Linked DNA regions of Mus musculus: all the other regions are linked to region 2. A link is a contact called in public ChIA-PET, Hi-C and promoter capture Hi-C data. All regions are on one chromosome and are shown on one strand. Each heading gives the region's core, a stretch centred on a gene start, on an enhancer-like site or on the middle of the called end of the contact. The rest is flanking DNA. Distances are from core to core; before and after follow the strand shown. Region 1 holds the start of Zfp825 (zinc finger protein 825). Region 2 holds the start of Cast (calpastatin). Region 3 holds the start of Pcsk1 (proprotein convertase subtilisin/kexin type 1). Region 4 holds the start of E430024I08Rik (a long non-coding RNA gene). Region 5 holds the start of Pdcd6 (programmed cell death 6).

Evidence for each region. Promoter capture Hi-C pulls out the DNA fragments that hold promoters and counts their contacts. A called contact is a pair of places that touch in the nucleus more often than the background predicts. ChIA-PET counts read pairs in DNA pulled down with a chosen protein or histone mark.
Region 1: a contact with region 2 is called in a Hi-C map of B cells, with 16 read pairs. The contact joins the promoter of Zfp825 here to the promoter of Cast in region 2. A contact is called at or near these places in 1 of 484 Hi-C or Micro-C datasets (B cells), 1 of 115 datasets of contacts at active chromatin or transcription factors (extraembryonic endoderm stem cells) and 2 of 9 other capture datasets (adipose tissue and liver).
Region 3: a promoter capture Hi-C map of liver shows a contact between it and region 2, with 3 times the contacts expected there. The contact joins the promoter of Pcsk1 here to the promoter of Cast in region 2. A contact is called at or near these places in 6 of 39 promoter capture datasets (cranial neural crest, frontonasal cranial neural crest, hippocampal neurons and 2 more) and 1 of 115 datasets of contacts at active chromatin or transcription factors (embryonic stem cells).
Region 4: a promoter capture Hi-C map of hippocampal neurons shows a contact between it and region 2, with 2.9 times the contacts expected there. The contact joins the promoter of E430024I08Rik here to the promoter of Cast in region 2. A contact is called at or near these places in 3 of 39 promoter capture datasets (hematopoietic stem and progenitor cells, hippocampal neurons and liver) and 1 of 484 Hi-C or Micro-C datasets (embryonic stem cells).
Region 5: a contact with region 2 is called in an RNA polymerase II ChIA-PET map of effector CD8 T cells, with 15 read pairs. The contact joins the promoter of Pdcd6 here to the promoter of Cast in region 2. A contact is called at or near these places in 11 of 39 promoter capture datasets (the 3T3-L1 cell line, 3T3-L1-derived adipocytes, the C10 cell line and 7 more), 2 of 115 datasets of contacts at active chromatin or transcription factors (effector CD8 T cells and memory CD8 T cells) and 2 of 9 other capture datasets (adipose tissue and liver).

The regions. Positions count from the first base shown.
Region 1 is chr13:74,492,622-74,495,321 of GRCm38.p6, forward strand. Zfp825 (zinc finger protein 825) reads right to left here and starts at 1,340. Exons shown (of 5, transcript NM_001377115.1): 1 at 1,229-1,340.
Region 2 is chr13:74,806,662-74,809,361 of GRCm38.p6, forward strand. Cast (calpastatin) reads right to left here and starts at 1,299. Exons shown (of 31, transcript NM_009817.4): 1 at 1,158-1,299. The coding sequence starts at 1,187.
Region 3 is chr13:75,088,541-75,091,240 of GRCm38.p6, forward strand. Pcsk1 (proprotein convertase subtilisin/kexin type 1) reads left to right here and starts at 1,317. Exons shown (of 14, transcript NM_013628.3): 1 at 1,317-1,701. The coding sequence starts at 1,522.
Region 4 is chr13:74,462,342-74,465,041 of GRCm38.p6, forward strand. It overlaps E430024I08Rik (a long non-coding RNA gene), which reads right to left and starts at 1,271. Exons shown (of 8, transcript XR_003950546.1): 1 at 868-1,271; 2 at 241-325.
Region 5 is chr13:74,315,990-74,318,689 of GRCm38.p6, forward strand. It overlaps Pdcd6 (programmed cell death 6), which reads right to left and starts at 1,337. Exons shown (of 6, transcript NM_011051.3): 1 at 1,118-1,337; 2 at 341-402. The coding sequence starts at 1,218.

The sequences.
Region 1 (2,700 bases), core at 90-2,589, 310 kb before region 2:
TTTGCCTGTGACACCTTGCTCCATCACTCCATCTCCACTCCTCTCATCCACTCCTCACCTTCCTCATTCTTCTTCCCGGGGGAATCAAGTCTACAAGATTAGGTGTATAGTCTCCTATTCGGTACAGATTAGCAGTCCTCTGCTACATATGTTCCTGGGACCATGGACCAGCCCATGTATTCTCTTTGGTTGATGGCTTGGTCTCTCTGAGCTCCCGGGGGTCTAGGTTACATGATACTATAGGTCTTCTTAAGGGACTGGCATCCCCTATAGCTCCTTCAATCCTTCCCCTAACTCTTCCATAGGGTCCCTGACTGGAGTCCATTGGTTGGCTGTAAGTATCTGCATCTGTCTCAGTTACTGGTAGAGACTCTCAGAGGACAGCCATGCTCAGCTCCTGTCTGCAAGCACATAGGTGTTTTTCCTTCTCAAATGGATGTCAACCAGTGGAGTGGCAGAACAATGCTTTTCTCAATTAGACAATGGGAGCTTTAGGCACACCAGGCCTTCATGTTGGTTGTGACTCTGTTAAGGATGGATTGAGCAGCTTGTTACAGACCTGCTTTTTGCTTTGAGCATGGGCCAAGTGGCTGATTGTACATCACAGTTGTCTCTCCTTTGTTATAGTTTGGAGCCAGCTGTGTAGACAAACCTGGTGAGCTAACATGTGAATCCTAGCATCCTAGTCTCTAACCGGCCTGCTTAGCATACTAACCTGTGGGGTGTTTTTGACACAGTCCTCCATCAGCTAAATGCTACTTACTGTCACTATTTCCTAAGCTTGGTAAACCCTTTACATCATCAATTCTACTCTTCTACATCTCAGCTTAACATGGGAGTGCTACCCAACACATGAGATGCCTTTTAACAGCTCCACAAAATTAACTACAAATGGATCTTATACTTAATAGGTAAATGCTGGGGGCAAAACTTATAGAAGATTCAAGAGAAACTAGGGCTTTCCATGTTTGGCATCCTGCCCGTGATATTTCTACAAGCAAGCCCCTAATCCTAATGTTTTGAGCTGATTCAGCCCTGATACTGATGTTATTCAGAGTTCACCGCCTGTTTTAGCAAGTGAGGAGCATCACAAAGGTCCGCACAATTGGCCACATCTGGTTACATCTGGCTGAGGCTTCCCATCCAGCCCCAGAGAGGACCCACCACCTCAGCTCCCACTGCTCAGCCACCTGCCCCTATCCATTATAGACAGTAACCATGCGCTCACCATGTTTCAAAAACGGAGCTTACTTGACGTCCCCTCACAGCACCCAATAGCAGCGCTCAAAGAAGACACGGAGAAACATTCAAGCCTGTACAGCAAAAAACAAACTTCCAGTAAGGCTTCCGGAAGAAACCGAGTCGTTGTGTGACTGGCAGTTCCGCCCGGAAGCCTTGATTGGCCAGCGAGTCTTACCCCTCCTCTAGTTTAAAGTGTGCTTCCTGTCCGGGGCAGGTCCTTTTACAGATCTCGGGAGTCGTTTGCATTCGGGTAGCTTTTGGTGTCTGTCCTCCTAGAGCCTCATCTATCTGTGGTCCCATGCAGCCCTGGAAGAGGATCCACTATCGTCGCTCAGGCTGTTCATCCGCCTGCTCCTCCCCTTTGTGGGCAGTGATCTAGCACTCACCATGTCTCAATTTCGGAGCTCGCTTAAGGTCCCCCACCGCACCCAACGCAGTACTCAAAGCAGGACAGAAAGGACTATTCATGCCTGCACAACAAAACGAACCGGCAGGAAGCCACCCTAAACAACCCTCATTGTCTGACTTGCAGGTCCGCCTGGGGGCCTTGATGGGCCAGTGAGTCTTACCCCTCCTCAGGGTTAAATAGAGCTTGCAGTCCCGGGTCAGACCTTTTCCAGATCTCTGGTCTGACTTGCTCTCCAGTAGCATTTGTGTCTATCCTCCAAGCCTTGGGAGCTCAGGCTGTTCAGCTGCCCCCTACTTCCCGTTTTGACAGTGGTCCTGCACTCACCATGACCTACTTCCTGGCTTGCTTGAGCTTTCCTCACAGCACTTTCCCTTCTTCCTGAAATCAAGGTGGATAGCCTTTTATGAACTGAGAGTGGAGGTATCATTCTGGCTCACCAGTGGAAGGATGCCCAGGATATTAATATGAAAGAGGATTTTAGGATACAAGAGTTTTGTTTTGTAGCTTGATGCTGGCTTCAGGGAAACTGCAGGTCCTTTTCACCAAAAAGGTATGAAACAACCTTGGGAGAAAAGCAGGAAAGAGATGACAAACAGTGTAGAGCACTGTTGTTAGCCAGCGCATCTTCCTCAGTGGCAGGGTGGAGACAAACCACACTTGTATTAATTAGTACAGATAAATGTACCTCATCTCATAGGACGAATTTCTCTATGTATGTAGAAAGGGGATTAATAGAATGTCTCACAGACAGTGGTCCTCCTAGCCCAATAATGGCTGAGCACGTTCATTGCCAAGGGAAACAAGAAAAATCAAGGACTTGTTGAGTTCACATTGCTTGATATCTCAGCAGATCTTGAGAACTTACCATAATTCTGAAGAAATACGTACTTACTAATGCAGTTTAGAAACAAAACAAAACGAATGAATGAACAAACAAAACACCTTGCTAAAAAATATAGGGAAAGAAGTAGACAATTTGAAAGAACTTTCCTGTTTAAGGTCCTTTATGTATGTAGGTTTCAGAAAGAATGTGTAGCCTGGATTAAAGG
Region 2 (2,700 bases), core at 49-2,548:
GATAGAGGGTTTGCAGAGGGGAAACCAGGAAGGGGGAATAACAGTTGAAATGTAAATAAATAAAATAATCAATAAAATATATAAAATAAATAAAACTATACATTTAAATAGCACAGAAAAGTGTGAGGAAGAACTTTCCCAAAGAAACATCACTGAAAACATGTATGTGGCATGTCATCTCCTGCTGAATCTAGTCCTTATGGAGACATCTGCTATTTTACAGATATGGAAACACATTTACAAAGACTGACACATTGAAATCATTGCCACTTGAGTTAAGAACTCTACAGTGCACCGGAAGGCTAGCACACCTAGATGATCAATCAGTCCTCGATGCCTACTTTCTAATTCTAACCCCAGGTTTCTAGTTGCAAAGATTATCTGGTTATTGCATCTTTTTTCCATACCACTTACTGGGAGGAAGGAAGATTTTGAAATTCTCGCCATAAATCAACTTATGACTCTCTGTAACCACAGGGTTTGTGAACTCTTTTGTTTTTGTTGGTTTTTTAAAAAAATGTAATGCTAAAACTATGCTTCCTGGTTTCAAAACATTACAAGTTCCAGCTTGATTGGGTATAACATACTTGGTAGGACAGACGTTCAGTGCACTAACCAAAAGGAACACGTTTGTCCTCTTATAAAGTTATATAGAGTAGTGAGCTATACTCATTTCTCTCTCCCCATCCCCCGCCCCTGAAAATTGATCAGTTGTTCCCTGATGGTTTTTTTTTTCTTTCCCATTCTCCACCCTCCTCTTTCGAGTTTGAAACTGCTTGACCATTCTTTTCTTTGTAAGTTTTTTATCTTTACTTAGCAGTTGAAAAACTAAACCTGGGCTACAGTGCCTCCCTCTTGTCTACCTATCCAGGTATGTGTTCCAAAGGGCGGAACTAAGGATTGCTGTCCATTCAATTTGGGAACGCGAGCTGAGCTTGGTGCAGCTCGCCGCCCAGACTGTACCGCCCAGAGCGCCCAGTCCGGATTACCACTGAAAGTAGAGCCTTCTGCTTCTGCCCGAGCTTAATCAGAAGTTCTTCAAGGAGGTCTCACCGGGTCCCTGCCCTTGACCCTCCAACTTCTGGACGTGGTTCCTCTACTTCCTAGAGGAGCGAGGTAAATACACTTCCTTCCCAGACCTTGCCCCTTCTATTTACCGTCTTGTACCACCAACTTGCGAATGCCATCGCGACAACCCTGACTTGCTCCGCTGGGAACCTCTCGAGAACGCAGAACGTGCACCACGATGACACTCTGCTTGGCTGGGACCCGGCTGACACCGCACAGGACACAGCTGCCGGGTGGGAGGGCACAAGGGGAAAGAGCGACAGGGCCCGCCCAAGCTAGCGTGGTCCCGCCCCATCCCAAAGCTAATTAGGAAAGAGGTGTGTGTCAGTTTTTCAGCTGCCACTCCCTAAATGGAGGGCTAGGGTTGGGGGCGCGGGGGTGACTTCACACGGAGGTCAGAACTCTTCTGCCCAGCCACAGGAGCCCACTCCGGAGGTCCCAAGTCAACTTTATTCTGCCTCCATGCCCATGCTCACTGCCTGGGTCTCACTAGCCCGCTTTGCTCCAGGAGTCCCTCCACCCAACTCCTGCCACTACCCAATTCGGAGAGCCTTTAGCCACCTGCTTGCCCGCAGGCATGGAGTTCTGATCTCTTTCCCACTCTGGAAGGTGCAAAGAGGGGCAACGCCCCGAGACTGCGGCGGGACACTCCAGGACTTAGGCCTTTTGCCGCTTGCCCCGCGGCTCAGTCTGGAGTACGACTCACCTCCTGGGTGTGGCGAGCTGCCGCGCCGCGACTGGGCCTGGGAGAGGCGGCAGGCTTCGGGCCGGGCTGGGACATTTTTCGGTGAAGCCGCTGCGGGCGCAGCTTCCGGGAAAACGCAGCGAAATTGTTTGCGGGGGGGAGGGAGGAGCGGGCAGCCACCTCGGGACAGGAGGAGCGGGACAGCTCAGTGAGGCAGCTTTTCCGACCCAGCCCTGAGCCCTCGCCCAGCTCAGTTAGGCCCTCCCCTTCCTGCCCTGGGCTCACTGCAGAGAGCCCAACTTCTCAGCAACCCAGAGCTGAATTCAACACTGTCTGCTCAGGGTTTGTAAAACAAGACCCTCCCCCAGACTAGCCCCCAAGCTGCAGGGTTCTCAGTGAATCGCAAATAGGGGAAGCTGGAGATTGCAGTTCCCGGGTGGAGTTGTCCAGACCAATCTAGTGATTGTGCAACCAGAGAGCTGGACTGGGGCGTGGCCTAGACCCCTTTTTCTAAGAATTTGAAGAATTAGACACTTCTTTGCAGTCTGTCACTAATTCAAATCTAGCCTAAATCTGAACTACAAATAAGAGAGAAGATCTTGAAAACAAATTGGTCTCTCAGTGTTCGTGTACTTGTGTGTGTGTTATATCCTGTGTTTGATTATTTATGTAGCCAATTCTGTAAATGTACTAAGGGTTTTCGAGCAGAAGCCTGCCTGCTCTAATGCAAATCAGCAGAGAATCACAGGTATTAAAGTCATCTTCCTTTCTGGAGCCTATGTTTCTGAGGTTGGGTTGGTTTTTGCCTTGGCTTCATTTTATGCAGTACTTCCTGTTTGGGGGCTGGAAGTGAAATTTAACAAACCTTTTGAGTGCTCATCCAAAGGGCCTGTCAGCCTACAGCTATTTATTGCTGGCTGGTGCCAGCCACAGAAAAGCCTGTGTCA
Region 3 (2,700 bases), core at 67-2,566, 280 kb after region 2:
ATAATCTTTTTCAGAAAAAAAAAATACACCTCTCAATTTCTTTTCCTTGCCAAGTAGGCCCGGTGAACAAGATGCACATAGTAACCATCATGACCCTCATCAGACTTCCACTAAGGCTTCCTAGTTTGCTGTTCAAAGGAGGGAAAGACCCAGGTCAAACAGAAAGCTGCTGAGAGCTGGCCAGGGCAGCAGCGCCCTTTCTGCTCAGAAGGCTTTCATAGAGGCACTGAGATTATCGCTGTCCACACATCGGTGCTGAATATTAAAGGCTGGGGTTTGCTCTCCTCTGTTCAATCCCTCCAGTTAGAGTCCATCAAGGCAGTATGATTGCTGTTTCGAAGGTGGGCATAGGGACGTTCTCTTATTCTCCCTCTAAGGGCAATCTGTATTCCACAAAGATTCTTGCTGTATTTTATGTGAAAGTACCAGCACAGCTTCAAGTCAGTGCCAAAGTTAAAATCTCCAGTGAGGGAAAAATAGAAAGTTCTGGGTTAATGAAACTTGCCACCTCCCTCACTGAGTCGATATGAAAGTCTTTGGGGCTCTGAACCTCCTCGTTGAAAATTTAAAACATGTTTCTATGTTAAAAACTCATGTTGCTAATCAATCAGTCTTCCTTTTCTCCTTTTTAATGTAAACACTGTAATGATGGTGGCCCTGGGCTCCAAATGATCTGGGGTCGAATTTTAGAAACTGCTTTAGTAGGGGTCAGAAGCAAGAGAGGAGGAATTACGAGTGATTTAAAACGCACTATAAAAATGTTGTTTCAACACTGTGTAGAGGAAGTGCTTATTTCCTTACAGGATTTGAAACAATGCATCAGGTAGCTTCGCTCCTCTGCTCCCAGCCTCTGAAAGATCAAAACACGAGTCCTAGATTGTGTCTGTTTTATAACAAATGCTGATACTCAAGAACCATTATAAGAATTCTATCATCACCAGGCACATTCATAGGAGATATAAGGTAAGATAGAGAAAATAGATGGAAGGCGGGGGTGGGAGGTAGGGAGTGAGGGGTAATTGTTGTGCTTCCTGCCTTGGGATCTTGGTAGTTATATTCAAATGAGGCGGTTCTCTTTGAAGAATGGAGATGTTTCTCACAGCTACAGTATTTATGAACAGGCAGCAGAACTGACCGATCCCACCAGTTTCTTTTCCTTTTCTTAATCCTTCCCTGCCTATTTTAGTCACTTCTCCACCCCGCCGGGAATACCATCCAGTTCTCAGTCCAGGTAGATCTGACGTCAAGAGATGGCTTTCGTCGATTTGACGTGTAAACACTCATTTCTATTCTGGTTGGTAAGGCTGGGGCTCCACTCAGTCGGGAGACTGAAGCACTTTAGTGAGCGCTCGCTCTCGCCGCCCAGCCTCTCCCAGTGAGCCTCTAGCTCTAGTAGAGCAACCCAGAGCCAGGAGAGGTTTTAAGCTGCTGGGTGGAAAGGTCGAGTCTAGCTGGTGTGTCTCTGATCTTGCTTCTTTTCTCCCAGCCCTTCCTACTTGTGTGAGAACAAGGTTTTGAGCCATGGAGCAAAGAGGTTGGACTCTGCAGTGTACTGCTTTCGCCTTCTTTTGCGTTTGGTGTGCACTAAACAGTGTAAAAGCAAAGAGGCAGTTTGTTAATGAATGGGCGGCGGAGATCCCCGGAGGGCAAGAAGCTGCCTCTGCCATCGCCGAAGAACTGGGGTATGACCTTTTGGGTCAGGTAAGAGTTTCCACTTTCGAAAAACTTTCTGGGGCTTAAGGACTCTGGTAGGGCTAAAGTGAAGTGGGAGCCGCTTGCGCTACCCGGCGCCCAGTGTCGCAAGCAGCTCGGAGAATCCTCCCCCTGCTCGCGCTTTTAGAGGAGAAATGCTTGCATTATTTACTGTTTGGGCTGGGCGCCGCTAAACAAGAGGAAGCTGCTCAGCCGACACTGTTCTCTCTGTTGTTGGCTCTAGACTTGAAATCCTCTTCCTCGAGGTTTGGAAAATGAAATAAAAAGCCTTTTACGTTTGTTCGGGGAACTTGAAGGTGCACAGGGGCTCTCGTCTATCTTGGGAAAGGAAGTGAGCTCGGTCCCCTGGGACACAGGAGGCTTGCGGCCAGAGCTGACGCTTTCCTTCTTTTTCAATATGGCAGCACCAGCTCCCAGTACTGAAAACAGGGGACAGGCAGGCTTGAAGATTCCTGAGTGTAAGGGCGCGCCCAGCTGCTGGTACTAGTGACTCCCCAGTCAGGTGATGGTGGTGGTAGTTCAGAATCTGTAGGGGAAACTGGAAGGGGATTAGGTAGGGGAAAAAGTCCGAGCATCGCCAGTGGGGGAGTTCAGGATTTTCCCTGATAACTTGTGAAGTCTGAGCTTCCTAACTTTGCATGGCCAGTGTCTTAGCATGGTCTGGTTGCAGAAATGACTGTGGGGAAAGGATCTCTTTCTGTCTTGTACCTCGGCCGTGTGCACAAACATTTCCTGGGGTTTTCGGGTTATGAGATAAACTGATATTTGTCCAAGTGTATGCTGAATTAACAGACAGGTGGGGAGGGGTGCGCAGAAGCATTAAGTTGGAGTCTGCTTGGCAGAGCAGTCCCAAAAGAGAATCACAGAGGGTGTGATTTCTAATCTGAGCATTTCTTTCCCTTGAAATGGAGTCAAACCCCTCACCATTGCCAGGGAAATTGTCCACAGTTAAGGGGGGAGAGGAGGGAGTAACGAGTTGTAAAACAT
Region 4 (2,700 bases), core at 21-2,520, 340 kb before region 2:
TTTCTACAAGCAAGCCCCTAATCCTAATGTTTTGAGCTGATTCAGCCCTGATACTGATGTTATTCAGAGTTCACCGCCTGTTTTAGCAAGTGAGGAGCATCACAAAGGACCGCACAATTGGCCACATCTGGTTACATCTGGCTGAGGCTTCCCATACAGCCCCAGAGAGGACACACCACCTCAGCTCCCACTGCTCAGCCACCTGCCCCTACCCATTATAGACAGTAACCATGCGCTTACCATGTTTCAAAAACGGAGCTTACTTGAGGTCCACTCACAGCACCCAACAGCAGCGCTCAAAGCAAGACACAGAGACGGTTCAATCCTGTAGAGCAAAAACAAACTTCCAGCAAGGCATCCGGAAGACCCCGCCTCATTGTCTGACTGGCAGTTCGCCCTGGAATCCTTGATTGGCCAGCGAGTCTTACCCCGCCTCTAGATTAAAGTGTGCTTCCTGTCCCGGTCCAGTCCTTTTACAGATCTCGGGAGTGGTTTGCATTCGGGTGGCATTTGTGCCTATCCTCCTAGAGCCTCCTCTATCTGTGGTCCCAGGCCGACTTTGAGGAGGATCCACCATTGCAGCTCCGGCTGTTCATCCGCCTGCTCCTCCCCTTTGTGGGCAGTGATCTCGCACTCACCATGTCTCAACTTCGGAGCTCGCTTAAGGTCCCCAATGGCACCCAACAGCATTACTCAAAGCAGGACGGAAAGGACTATTCACTCCTGCATTCCAAAACGAACGTGCAGCAAGCCACCCGGAAGAACCCTCCTCATTGTCTGACTGGCAGATCCGCCTGGGGCCCTAGATTGCCCAATGAGTCTTACCCCTCCTCAAGGTTAAATAGAGCTTCCAGTCTTGGGTCAGACCTTTTCCAGATCTCTGGTCTGACTTGCTCTCCATTAGCATTTGTGTCTATCCTCCGAGCGGTGGGAGTGGAGACAGCATTTCAGCTCAGGCTGTTCAGCCGCCTGCTCCTTCCCGTTGTAGCAGTGGTCCTGCACTCACCATGACCTACTTCCTGGCTTGCTTGAGCTTTCCTCACAGCACTTCCCCTTCTTCCTGAAATCAAGGTCGCTAGCCTTTTACTAAACTGGGAGTGGAGTTATCAATCTGGCTCACCAGTGGAAGGATGCCCAGGATAATAACACTAAAGAGGATTTTAGGATACAAGAGTTTTGTTTTGTAGCTTGATGCTGGACCAGGGGAAATGCAGGTCCTTTTCACCAAAGAGGTATGAAACAACCTTGGGAGAAAACCAGGAAAGAGATGACAAACAGTGTAGAGCACTGTTGTTAGCCAGCGCATCTTCCTCAGTGGCAGGGTGGAGACAAACCACAGTTGTATTAGTACAGATAATCGTACCTCATCTCATAGGACGAATTTCTTTATGTATGTAGAAAGGGGATTAATAGAATGTCTCACAGACAGTGGTCCTCCTAGTCCAATAATGGCTTAGCACATTCATTGCCAAGGGAAAGAAGAAAAATCAAGGACTTGTTGAGTTCACATTGCTTGATATCTCAGCGGATCTTGAGAACTTACCAGAATTCTGAAGAAATACGTACTTACTAATGCCAGTTTAAAAACAAAACAAAATGAATGAATGAACAAACAAAACACCTTGCTAAAAAATGTAGGGAAAGAAGTAGACAATTTGAAAGAACTTCCCTGTTTAAGGTCCTTTATGTATGTAGGTTTCAGAAAGAATGTGTAGCCTGGATTAAAGGTGGATCTTAAACTCTCAAAAGACCAAGATATAGCAAGGGTTTCTCACTTCAAAAGGAATAATTAAGAAAACTCCCTTACAGGATGCAGGGTTAGAGTTAGGGGATTAGAGGGTTAGGATTAAGATAAAGAGTGTTTAGATTAGGGTTAGTGTGGTTAGGGTTACAGGTTTAGGGTTAGGCTCAGGGTTAGCACAAAGATTTTGCTGTGCTATGTGAAATCAGCTCCTGTCTCTTCTCTCATCTGCCTTCCCAGTCCTCTTTTTCATACTATCAGCATCTTCCTTCCTGCCCCAAAGAAAGTCATAAGGGGGCTATGCAAGAACCCGGAATTCCCTGATGGGAAATAGGTTTACTTTACTCAGGGGCCCAGTTCTCATACAACAGAAAACCACTATTTCTTCAGTTGTTGTTTTAAATTTCACCTAGGGAATCCTCTTAAAATGTAAGCAATCATGGGGCTTGGTGTCTTTTTTTGATAATGATATAAAGCATAGACCATTTAATTTTACCAGGTCTTTAGGTAATATAACCACATGGTTCAAGATCAAATGGTAGGCACCATTATTCTTGATGGTCCCACCGAGTCAATAGTATCCCTATTACACAAAGAAGAAATATCAGACTTACAAAGTATTCGTTTTGCATCTTAATGTTTTGTTTTGTTCTGATTCTAGTAACTTCTACCTTACAGATTTAATGGCTCCTCAAAAGAACCTAAAAGTTTTCCCATCCACATACCTCCAAAAGTGGCATACTAACAAAGGATACAATGACTTTGATATTCACAGATCCCAACAGACAAGTATAAGTTACTAAGTGCTAGTAAGGCATTTTTTTAAGATTTTTTTTTAATGTCCATGAATATACACTGTAGCTGTCCTCAGATACACCAGAAGAAGGCGTTGGATTCCATTATAGATGGTTGCAAGCCACCATGTGCTTACTGGGAATTGAACTGAGGTCCTCTGGAAG
Region 5 (2,700 bases), core at 87-2,586, 490 kb before region 2:
CCTGACAATTTGTCAGTGTCCCCGATGATCCTCTTCAGAACAGTTGCTAAGACTGATAGCAGGTCAAAGGCCTTCTAGATAAGTGAGGGACCTCTGTTGCACAGAGCTAACCTTTTTCACTCTTGGGCAAGGTCTACACTATAGCTCCCATTTCAGAGGCTCACATACATTTGTTCTGGAGCTCGGTAAGGCAGCAATGATAATTAAGAAAATACAAACACAGAAGCTTAGCAAACACCTTTACCTTATACCGGTAATGGCAATTTAGTCTTAAGGACTTCTTTGGAAATAATTCCAGGAAGGAAACTGCTTACTGTGAATGAATCAGGCTTCAACTCACCATTGGATAATGCTTGCTGAAGCTCATTGTCTGAAATCACTCCACTCCTGTCTTTATCAACCCTACAAAAACAAACAAACAAACAAACAAACAGAAAACAGGTAAGCTGGTGATTAAATGTAAAGGAAGTATTAAAAATAAAACATAGCCAAGACATCATTTTCATCAATCTACACTAGGTCTGGAATGTTACTCTGGCCAGACCTTCCTCTTTGCTCAGCTGGAATGTCACACGCCCCCAGGTGTGCCAGAGACTAATGAACAACCAGAAGCAGTAGGAGGGGTTGAGTCATCTTTTCTCTATTCCTTTCAAGCTTTCTGTTAGCTCTTCAAGTCTGCTTAATTTATACCTGCACCAGTTCATCATAATAGGTAAAGAAAGATTCTCTAGGACGAATAAGTCATTCTTTGGCACGAGTCAGTGGAAAGACAATCAGTCATTCAGAAGGACGGCCAGGGACAGAAGACATGCAATAGCAGCCAGCTCTTTTCACTGATGCCGTTTTCCTGATTCAAGATTTGTCCTGTTTCTAACGCAAGCACCTGACCCTGTAGGGCGACTGTTCCGCGCCCTTCGGCCCTGGGCAAAGTCACTGCCAACATGACCCTGAACCCTGTGCTATTGTAGAAGAGAGAAAGTCGGGGATGGAGGGGAGTAGGAAGGACTGGGAAGGAGGTCGGGGGATGAAGGGCTGGGGAGAGGGAGGACTGGAGAATAGGCCCTGAAAACTGAGGACCGACCCAAGGGCCGAAGGAGCTGAGCGGCGCTGGCCTTACCGCTGGAAGACGTTCCACAGGAAGCTCTGGTCTGGCAGTGCAGCTCCAGCAGCAGGGCCGGGGCCACCACCCGGGCCTGGGCGGTAGGAGTAGGCAGCCATGGGCTGATGCACAGCGGCAACGCGGCCCAGCTCCACAAGCTATGCTTCCGCCTCAGTTATGGGGCAGGACCAGGAGCCCACAACTTCCTGGGAACAACGGAAGCGCGCACCTTTGAGTCACTTGGCAGGCGTGGTCCGTTGCCACGCAACGTCTGGAGGGCCTTGGGGTTAGTCTGAGCTCCGCCTCCTACTCTTGCCCGGCCTTGGGTGTCCCTTTCCTTTTCAGCCCCACCCCGCTCCGCCCTCCTGTGTGTCTCAGCCCGAAGCTGCGGCGGGTGAGCTCAGAAGAGACCACGCCATGAGGGGCCGACCCAAGCTTACAAAACGCCTCGACCTGTAACGGAAAGTGGTGAAAGCTTTCACTTGGACCGACGGCTTCCCTTTACGTCTGCATTAGTATTTAGTGCGAATGTGATGTGCACCAACCGCATGAAGTCCTCGGCGGAAACGCAAAGTGCATTTTGTGCACTCTGGAGTTTGTCCGTCTGTCCATACTACACCTTCTTGCCTTCCCACTTGCTTATATCGGTTTATGCCCAGCCTCCCTAGGTTTGCAGTGACTTCATTTGTAAATGGCCCGAGTGAGGTTTGGTCCTGAGGTGAGAGCTGTGTTTTCTCCACCCCTTACTTGGACTTCTGTACTTTTGGTGGTTACTCCTTTTAATTATAAGTATTCCTTCTTTCGTTCTAGATACTAATTCTATGGTGCTTTTATAGTTTGGAATGTCCCTAAATGGGAAAATGCATAGCATTGGGGCAACTACCAACCGGTCACATTCACGGGCTGTCAGGCCATCCTTCCACCTAAATCTGAATACTGTGAATAGCTCAAGATACAGATTACTCCGTTCTGCCATAGGATTATTCCAGCCTTCCTGTAGTCCTCATCCAGGGACAGACTTATAATAAGAACTGCTATGCTGTCTTTATGGGGGGTTTGTTTACCCCATAACTAAAGAAGAGGGTGAAGAGACCAAGGGCCAAGAGTATGGCCTTGTACATCTGAAACTTCCATGTGGATAATCATCCATTATTTAGCACAGCTATAGATCTGATCAAGTCCCAACTGTATCGTTTTCTGCTCCATTTCTCTTGTTCTTAGGACATCTTAAGAGACTTTCAAATTGCTCAAAGAAACATCTTATAGCTTTGACATTTACCTCAAAATCTACAAAATTCTTTAAGAAAGGTAGATTTTTTTTCCAGGATTTGGCGAATTCATTTTTTATAATTTCTCATAAACTGTTCATCTCACTTTTGAATAATCTTTTAGACTTTTCTGGTTCTTTTATTTAGAATCTGAGATCTATTTTTATTCTGTCCTCTCTCTGGCTCCTTTTCTCTTTACCAGAAATACAAAAATATTAATCATAATTTTCCTACTTGAACTGGAAGTTTTCCAGTACAGAGAAACTTCAGCAGACCCGAGGCTGCTGAATCCGGGACTCTACCAGCTGTTTGCTGACTTTGGAATGCTATAAA